Regions from separate parts of the Gasterosteus aculeatus genome. Here region 1 is linked to region 2. The links are chromatin contacts, called in public Hi-C maps. All regions are on one chromosome and are shown on one strand. The core of a region is the stretch at or near the end of the contact, and the rest is flanking DNA. Distances in the headings are between cores, read along the strand shown. Region 1 overlaps ctif (CBP80/20-dependent translation initiation factor). Region 2 holds the start of smad7 (SMAD family member 7).

Region 1 (4,086 bases), core at 1,183-3,682, 51 kb before region 2:
CCCTCACCCAGAAGCACCCTGCTCCTCCCTTCCACCCCTCCCTCCATCCTGATAGTCGGGACAAACTCCGCCTCACACAGGAGGCAAACAAGACCTACATGCTGTCTTCAGACCGCTGTGGTCTAAATGTTAAACCCCCCCCCCCTGCTGCCTTCATTTGACTCTTACTCTTTTTTCTTTTTTTTCATCTCCCACGGATGCTCATTTTAATCCCCCCCCCCCCACCCCTACACTCCCTTCTGTTTTTGTGGTTTTCTTCCATTGAAACACCTCTACCTTTTAGGTGTTTGGTTTTTCATCCCCGACCCGGCAGCATTGATCGTTACGACGCTCCCTGTTTCTTCCCTCTTTTTCACAGCTCTGCGGTCACCTCCTCTTCTTTCACTTCTCCCTTTTTAATTCCCACTTCCCAGCCAGCATGGACCCCCTCCCTGTCTTTGACATTCAGGTTTTTTTTTGTTGTTGCTTTAAAACATTTTAAATGCCACCAGTGGGCTCATGAAGGCCGTCATTAATGATGTTGCTTCCAGACTCCTAGATCTCAATGTGGGGGCAATTAGTCTGAGTGTAAAACGAGCGGCACGGCGGTTTGTTGTTGCTGTCTCTTAACGTGGTCGGACGCTATTCATTTCCACGCGAGGAGAACTGTGGCCTTTGCGTTTGTTTCATAACGCCATCGGCACCTTTCCTCGTCCCCCCCTTCTTTAATAAGCTTGTCTTCTCCGTCGCTTCACTACTGTGTTTTCGTCCGCTCTTCGACGTGTGTCTGCTGTGGAAGTGTCCAGCACGGTGGGCACTGGGAGGCGGGTGCACTTGTATTCCAGTGGATGGATTTATTTCGTACCACTGTCGCCTGTTCAAGGCCGCGCATTGCGTCCGCGTACCAGCCGGCCGTCGGTGCAGCTGCGGAGGTCGGTGGAAATGAAGCCGTTAATGTTTCCAGAGCGAGTTCCTCCCGACTGCCACTAAAGTTTCAGTTGAACCTGCCACGGAACGTCTCCACAAGTGCGCATTAAACGCATTGACCCGTATTAACCCCGACACTTTTACCGCATTGACACCGTTTGCTACCCTTCGCTTTCAAACGAAATTAGCATATTCTCTTCTACTTCTGGCAGATGAAAGAAATTCATGAATTTGTTCCAATGTGCTTTTCAACTGCTTTTTGGCTTCAAGTGCTTTAAGCTGGGAGGTTAATACGCGCGCCACCTACAGAAGCTCCCGCCGGGGAGATAGCGGAGATGTTAGTGGTGATTACCAACCCCGCTGATGAATTTGCGGAACACTTACATGTACACCGACCTGCCGCCTACTGTGAATTCGTATCGCACATTTAACAAAAGATGGTTGGACTGCAGTTTTTCAATTATATTTTCTACAGCCAATTTGTTCTTTTAATGTATTATTTCTTTCTCCCTCCACTCCGCCTCCTCGCAGAGGGACTTTGCCTGTCGGGAGGAGCTCCAGCAGTCGGATGTGGAGCGGTGGCTGGGTTTCATCACCTTCTTGTGCGAGGTGTTTGGCACCATGAGGAGCAGCTCAGCGGACCCCTTCAGGGTGCTGGTGTGTCCAATCTACACCTGCCTGCGAGAGGTCTGTATCCAGGAGGGCTGTCAAATGACGTTTGAATATTCGCTTTAAAAAAACACATATATTTGAATATCTGGTTGCGCATTAGACAATAACAGGAAACATTATTACAACGAGACATAATCACTTGTATAGGTAATTTATTTAAGTTTAAACATATTTAACAGCATATTACCTACACAAAATGTAAGTAAATTAACTAATGGCCACGGCCGCAGATCTCTCGCTCACACACACACTCTCTCTCTCTCTCTCCCTCTCGCGATTCTTGTCCCTCATACATCAGGCTTCATTCAGTGGTTGAAACTGAAAGTTTTACAGTCCCGACAGTGAACGCTGTGATCGAGCTGTGCTGTAAACACTGAACTTTTCATTGGCATGAAACGGCAAATAATCAAACCACTGCATGAAGCTGTTGTAGCCGATCTAGTCTTATTTTATTCATGCAATATACAGTCCGTAGTCAGGCGCGCGCCCGCCTGCAAAGCAGACAGCCGCGCCGCTGCCGCTGTTGTGTTGTTTTTTTTACATTAGAATATTCATTTTCACATTCGAATAGTTGTTTTTAACAACTTGTGAATATAGAATATTCATTGACAGCCCTTGTATCCAGATATACCTTTGTCTTTTTTCACCAATCAATATGCCAGCTAAAATGAAAGCGTGGAGGTGGGACTGTACATCTGGTCTGCCCGGGTGGAAATGCGCACCGAGTTTCCCCTTTTGTGCCGGACGTCGTCTAGACTCGATTCGCCGCAGCGTGGTTTTGTTTGCGGTGCACGGGACACCGTCAGTTCCAGGAACATGCATGACCCCAGGGTTCACTTCTCATCAGCTGATCCTGCTGTCTTGCACACACGGCCTCGGTCTCTATGGCGACCAAACAGGGCAGCCGCGGCAGACGCGCCGCGATACAGAAGTGGTTGACGAAAGCCGGATTATTGAAAGGGGAAGCGAGCGAGCGGAGGGGGGGGGAGAAGGGAAGAGGTGAGAGGAAGCAAAGGAGTCTGCGGTCAGGTTGACAGTTACAGTTTAGTAATGGCACGGCGCGCAAAAGCAGAACGGAGACGAGGGACGGCAGAATCTAGCGGGCCGTCTCCATGTCTATTGTCGAGGGGTTGAGAAGAGGCCAATGGCCGGTTTGAGGAACGTGCCAGGTTCACCACCCACGTCCACACCTCTGCCCGTCTCGCACTCTCACACACACACACACCCAACAATCAACACGAACTGCCATCCACACCCTGTCTGAGCGCGTGCTGGAGCGTTATCGCCGCTTGTTAAGAGGACTTGGCGTCCTGACCCACGGCTCGTAACACTCCTCGTTTTCATCGTCGGCAGTGTCACATTTGGCCTGATGTTTTCTTGGCACACTTTCAACATGTTTGTATAGTAATATGTGATTTAGTGGACTTGTGGTTGCCATAGTTTCAGATTTTTATCCATTTGCTGTTTTGCCCCATCGTGTTGTAACATGTAGTTGTTGGATTCCAGCTGTAGTCTGTTTGTGTGTGTGTGTGTGTGTGTGTGTGTGTGTGTGTGTGTGTGTGTGTGTGTGTGTGTGTGTGTGTGTGTGTGTGTGTGTGTGTGTGTGTGTGTGTGTGTGTGTGTGTGTGTGTGTGTGTGTGTGTGTGTGTGTGTGTGTGTGTGTGTGTGTGTGTGTGTGTGTGTGTGTGTGCGTGCGTGCGTGCGTGCGTGCGTGCGTGCGTGCGTGCGTGCGTGCGTGCGTGCGTGCGTGCGTGCGTGCGTGCGTGCGTTTGCATATGACTGTGTGTTTTCATGAGACTGTGTGTACCTGAGTAAGGTCCGGGTGGTATGGCCAAAAATCCATATCACGTTATTTAGAAAGATTTTGATATCACTGTATTGCTTTTTCAAGTAAACACATTCATTCATTGACCCCGAAAAGGGCCGTTGTTCGCGCTCGCTGGCCAACTCGCTAGCAACGGGCCGGCGCGTTAGCTAGTTCGATGTGGCTGCTATTGTTGCCACCAGAGGCTCGACAGACTTTGCAATGAATCGTTTTCTGATCCAACGTAATTTTCCAAAACCCAAAACCCTCCAAACGGACACAGCTCCTCTCTCGGGCTGCATCTCTCTGGCCGCCTATTGTTCCTCCCGAAACTGTACTGCGTGTTTTCATGTAGCAACAGAGTTAATTTTTATTTTTTATTGGTGTTACAAATTGTTTATGTGTCATGTGGTGTTTTTAAATTCTGCCGCCCGCCAAAGAGCATCGTCAGTTGTTCTGGCGTAACATCGGTAAGAACGGTACGTGAGAAAGTCATACCGTACGTGAGATCTTGTACCTCACAGCCTGAGTGCGCGTGTGTGTGTGTGTGTGTGTGTGTGTGTGTGCGTGCGTGTGTGTGTGTGTTCGGCCGGCGGCAGAACAGGGTTATGTAACAACTGAGGTGTGCTGAGACGTGTGTCTGAGGATACATGACAGCTGTACGTGAAAGAAGCAAGCCGGCGGGCGGTGATCTCATCCATTCA
Region 2 (3,509 bases), core at 420-2,919:
CTTTTTCCGGCTTATTGAAATGATTCAGCTCACCGAGTTCACAAAGTCTGCTCATGTGGTGCGGGTTGCAGCAAACGAGCTCCGGGTTGATTTTCCCGTAGGATTCACAGCAAGACAGCCTCTTGAGCTCCGAGGAATGCCTGAGGTCCGGCCACCGGAACACTTTGTAGAGCAGCATGGGGAGGGAGTAAGACTGTTGACCCACTTTGGCGTCTGCCTTGCCCGGCAGGAGCAAGCAAGGGCTTCGGGCACCCCCCTTGGACTCCACCGCCTGCAGAAGCAGCTCTAATTGTTTCTCTTTGATCTTCTTCAGTACGGAGTGGGTCAACGACTTCAATTCAGCCTCCGACCCGGCGTTGGACTTGGCCACCTTTGTCGCTTTGCCCATGCAGCAGCCTCCGGTGCCATGCGTCCCTCTATCCGTCTCCCCGTCGCCCTCCACGGGCGCGCGGCTCCTCCAGAGTCGCCGGACGAGCCCCGATCGTTTGGTCCTAAACATGCGGGACGAAAAGAGGGTTCCCCGGCTAAAAAACGAGCATGGTGTCCGCAAATCATGAAGATTCCGGGATCCGAGTCCAGGCAATGACAAGCAGCCTGAGGAAAGACGGTGGAAGAACCGGGAGCTGGATAAGCAGAGGAAGTCTGTAGCATGCGCCAGTCTCTGTTGCCTCTTCCTGCAGACTTGATCACCAAAAAGCAGCCGGGGTTCCCGGGACAGTCAGCTTTTTCTCAGGGGATAGATAACCATCATATCCCGGTGGTTAAGACCAGCCTATAAAAAAATGTAATCTATAGCAGCATGAAGCCGGAACCTGTATACAAATTATTCCCGTGGCGATGCGCTGTGAGCGGACCCCCCTCGCGCGCGCGCCGCCCCCCACCACCACCACCTCTCCCTTTTAAAACAAGTTCCGATTCTCAGCACATATAAGTGTCAAATATCGTTCAATCTTTGCTAAATGAGCTGTGGTGAAAATCACACAGATCCGGGCCTAATTAAGCCGCAACGCTACCACACAATTATCCCATGAAGAAAAAAAGAAAAAAGAAAAACGAGGCTCTCCGTCGCGTCTTCCAAGAGCATTAATCCACAAAATCCTTGATCCGACTGCGCGGAGTGGGGCTCTCCAGCAGGACGAGGCCTTATAATTATTATATATATATTTGTTAAATCTGTACGCTTCTAAATATGCCACACGTCTGCAGAGGATGTGATCTTCTGGCACCAGTCAGCCTTCCATTCGTCCAAAGAGCCGGCGAGCAAATCCGGGGCTGATTCTCACACACGAGTTGAGTTGCGTCTAAAAAGCGCGAGAGAGCGAGCGAGAAAAAGAGAGAGAGAGAGAGCGAGAAACCCCCCCTCCTCCGGTTGCGTCCGCGCGCCGAGCCTCGAGACCTATTTTTAAAGTAGTCGAATCCTCTAAGATTAAATAATCCGAACGCGTATCTCACACGAAGTTCCCGTGTCCGAGTGCCGTCGGGGTCGCAGGGCTCTCTGTCTGCAAATGAGGCGGATGGCTCGGGTGCCCTTGCTCCGTCTCCAGTGCGCATTGACGCGCCCGGTCACGTGTGTGTCTAGACACCCTGTCGCTTAAAAGAAATGTGATTGTGTTGCGCAAACAACAGATCAAGTAGAGCCCACAGCGCGCATGCAGGCGCGCGCGCGTACACAGACACACACACATGCACGCACACGCACGCACGCACGGAGGCGCGCAAACACGCTCACACACTCGAAGGAGAAGGAAAGTTACGAATTTTTTTTTTCCCAGAAAAAAAAGTTGAAAGAGTTTAACGTTGCGGGCGCGAGGACGAAGTTGGGAAACTGAAGCGGTTATAGGCCAAAGATAAACTCTGAATTACAAGTCTGTTAAAATTGAGAAATATGCATCTAGTGAAGAGACCCTTTATTCCTTATTAAAGATGTGCAAATGGACCCAACTCTGTCTAACGAGCTTTGATGACACGGGGGGTTCGGCAAAAGGAACAAAGTGGCCGTTTTTGGTCATTTCGGGGCTGTTGATGTCGGATCTCTGTTGTTTGAGGCGTTTAATTAGTGTTTCGTGATATTCATGCTTATTAACTAAAGCATGTACGCTAAAAAAAATATGTAGCTATTAATGGAAATGGAACACAGTGGAGTTCAAACAAGACAGCAGTCCCCGTAATTTCATGATACAACATTTAGTTATTGTAAAGTGAATCGATCGATATAGTTTTCCTGGAATTACTGTGGGATTTACCCCCTCGTCTTGGCTTCGCAGGCAGCGTTGCGCCACCAGTGAGCTCTGCAGCTCAGTCATGTTGTGGTCAGACCTTGCTCGGATTTGGGTTTTTGTAAATCGAGGTGATGTCTCCGACAAACAAACAAACAAACAAACAAAGGAATCCAGGGAAGAGCCGAGTGCGTGTTTGTGCCTGCAAGTCTGTACTCGGGGCAGCTCGGACACCAGCCAACACGTCCGAAACACGGATGGGAGCGCGCTGCTGCCGCCCTCTGGACGTTTTGTCTTTCGGGTGGGACAATCCCAGGTGTCCTTTGTGTTGCTCCGTCTGAGCCATCAACACAACACCACAGCAATTATATACAGTCGATGGGCTGATGATCAATTTCCCTCTACGGCCCGTGTGGGTTCTGCCCACTTTATAGGGTCGATCAGCTGTAACGCGTATTCATTAAGGCTCGCGCGCTGGATGGATTTTGATCACTTTGTGGTATTGTGTGAAGTGTGAGAGACAAATAGGCTTTAATAGCCAGCTTGAACAAAATAGTTACACCCTTTCGCTATAACGAAAGGGCCCTTGTTGGATACAATGTGGTCACATAGAACCGATTGATTGAATGTTGCATTTTGGGAACCTTAACCGTATAAACACGTGACATTTCAAGCAACGTGTGCGGCTGCAGAGGACCACGTAAACTTCCAGAGCCCCCCATCATCACACTGAGCTCCTTTAGCATGAATGCGTTTTCTCAATGCGTGTGCGTGTGTGTCCCCTCCGGAGCCTAATTGGGTTTCTGACAGACAGCAGTCCTGCGCAGGAGGCGCAGTATGTAAATGTGTCAGTGAGCCAGTGTGGCCGCAGGGCAGAAAGGGGGGGGGGGGGGGGGGGGGGGGGGGCTGATAATGGTGCTGGGGTCGGGGGTGCGCATACGTACGTGTACGTGGATAGGGGGGAGTCAACAGCTCATCCCCGCATTGTCCCGGGACCCCCGCACCTCCCCATCCCCCACTGGCGCCGCGAGAGCGCAAAGCAAAGAGCCCGAACGGGTCAGAGGACTGCGCCGCTTCTCAAGGTCTGGAAGCAATCAGTCAGGGGGAGGAGGTCTGTCAGAGGGGTCGTGGAAGTGGCTGCAGACGCACACTGCCTCCCCCCCCCCCCTCCTCTCACTCCCCTGTCTCTGTCTCTCTCTCTCTCCATGCCCTTCCCTTTGATTGTGTGTGTGTGTGTGTGTGTGTGTGTGTGTGTGTGTGTGTGTGTGTGTGCGTGCGTGCGTGCGTGCGTGC

The links. Hi-C and Micro-C count contacts between places; a contact is called where the count stands out from the background.
Region 1: a contact with region 2 is called in a Hi-C map of tail fin, with 2.6 times the contacts expected there. The contact joins the enhancer-like site here to the promoter of smad7 in region 2. A contact is called at or near these places in 3 of 6 Hi-C or Micro-C datasets (skeletal muscle and tail fin).

What each region holds. Positions count from the first base shown.
Region 1 is chr14:5,456,812-5,460,897 of fGasAcu3.hap1.1, reverse strand. It overlaps ctif (CBP80/20-dependent translation initiation factor), which reads left to right. Exons shown (of 13, transcript XM_078088109.1): 11 at 1,438-1,593. Among protein-coding and RNA genes, the nearest start is that of LOC120831897, 3.7 kb to the left of the region's middle. Within about 2 kb of position 2,432, at least 4 of the 9 cell types and tissues checked have open chromatin away from gene starts, as enhancers often do.
Region 2 is chr14:5,405,484-5,408,992 of fGasAcu3.hap1.1, reverse strand. It overlaps smad7 (SMAD family member 7), which reads right to left and starts at 1,669. Exons shown (of 4, transcript XM_040197999.2): 1 at 34-1,669. The coding sequence starts at 499.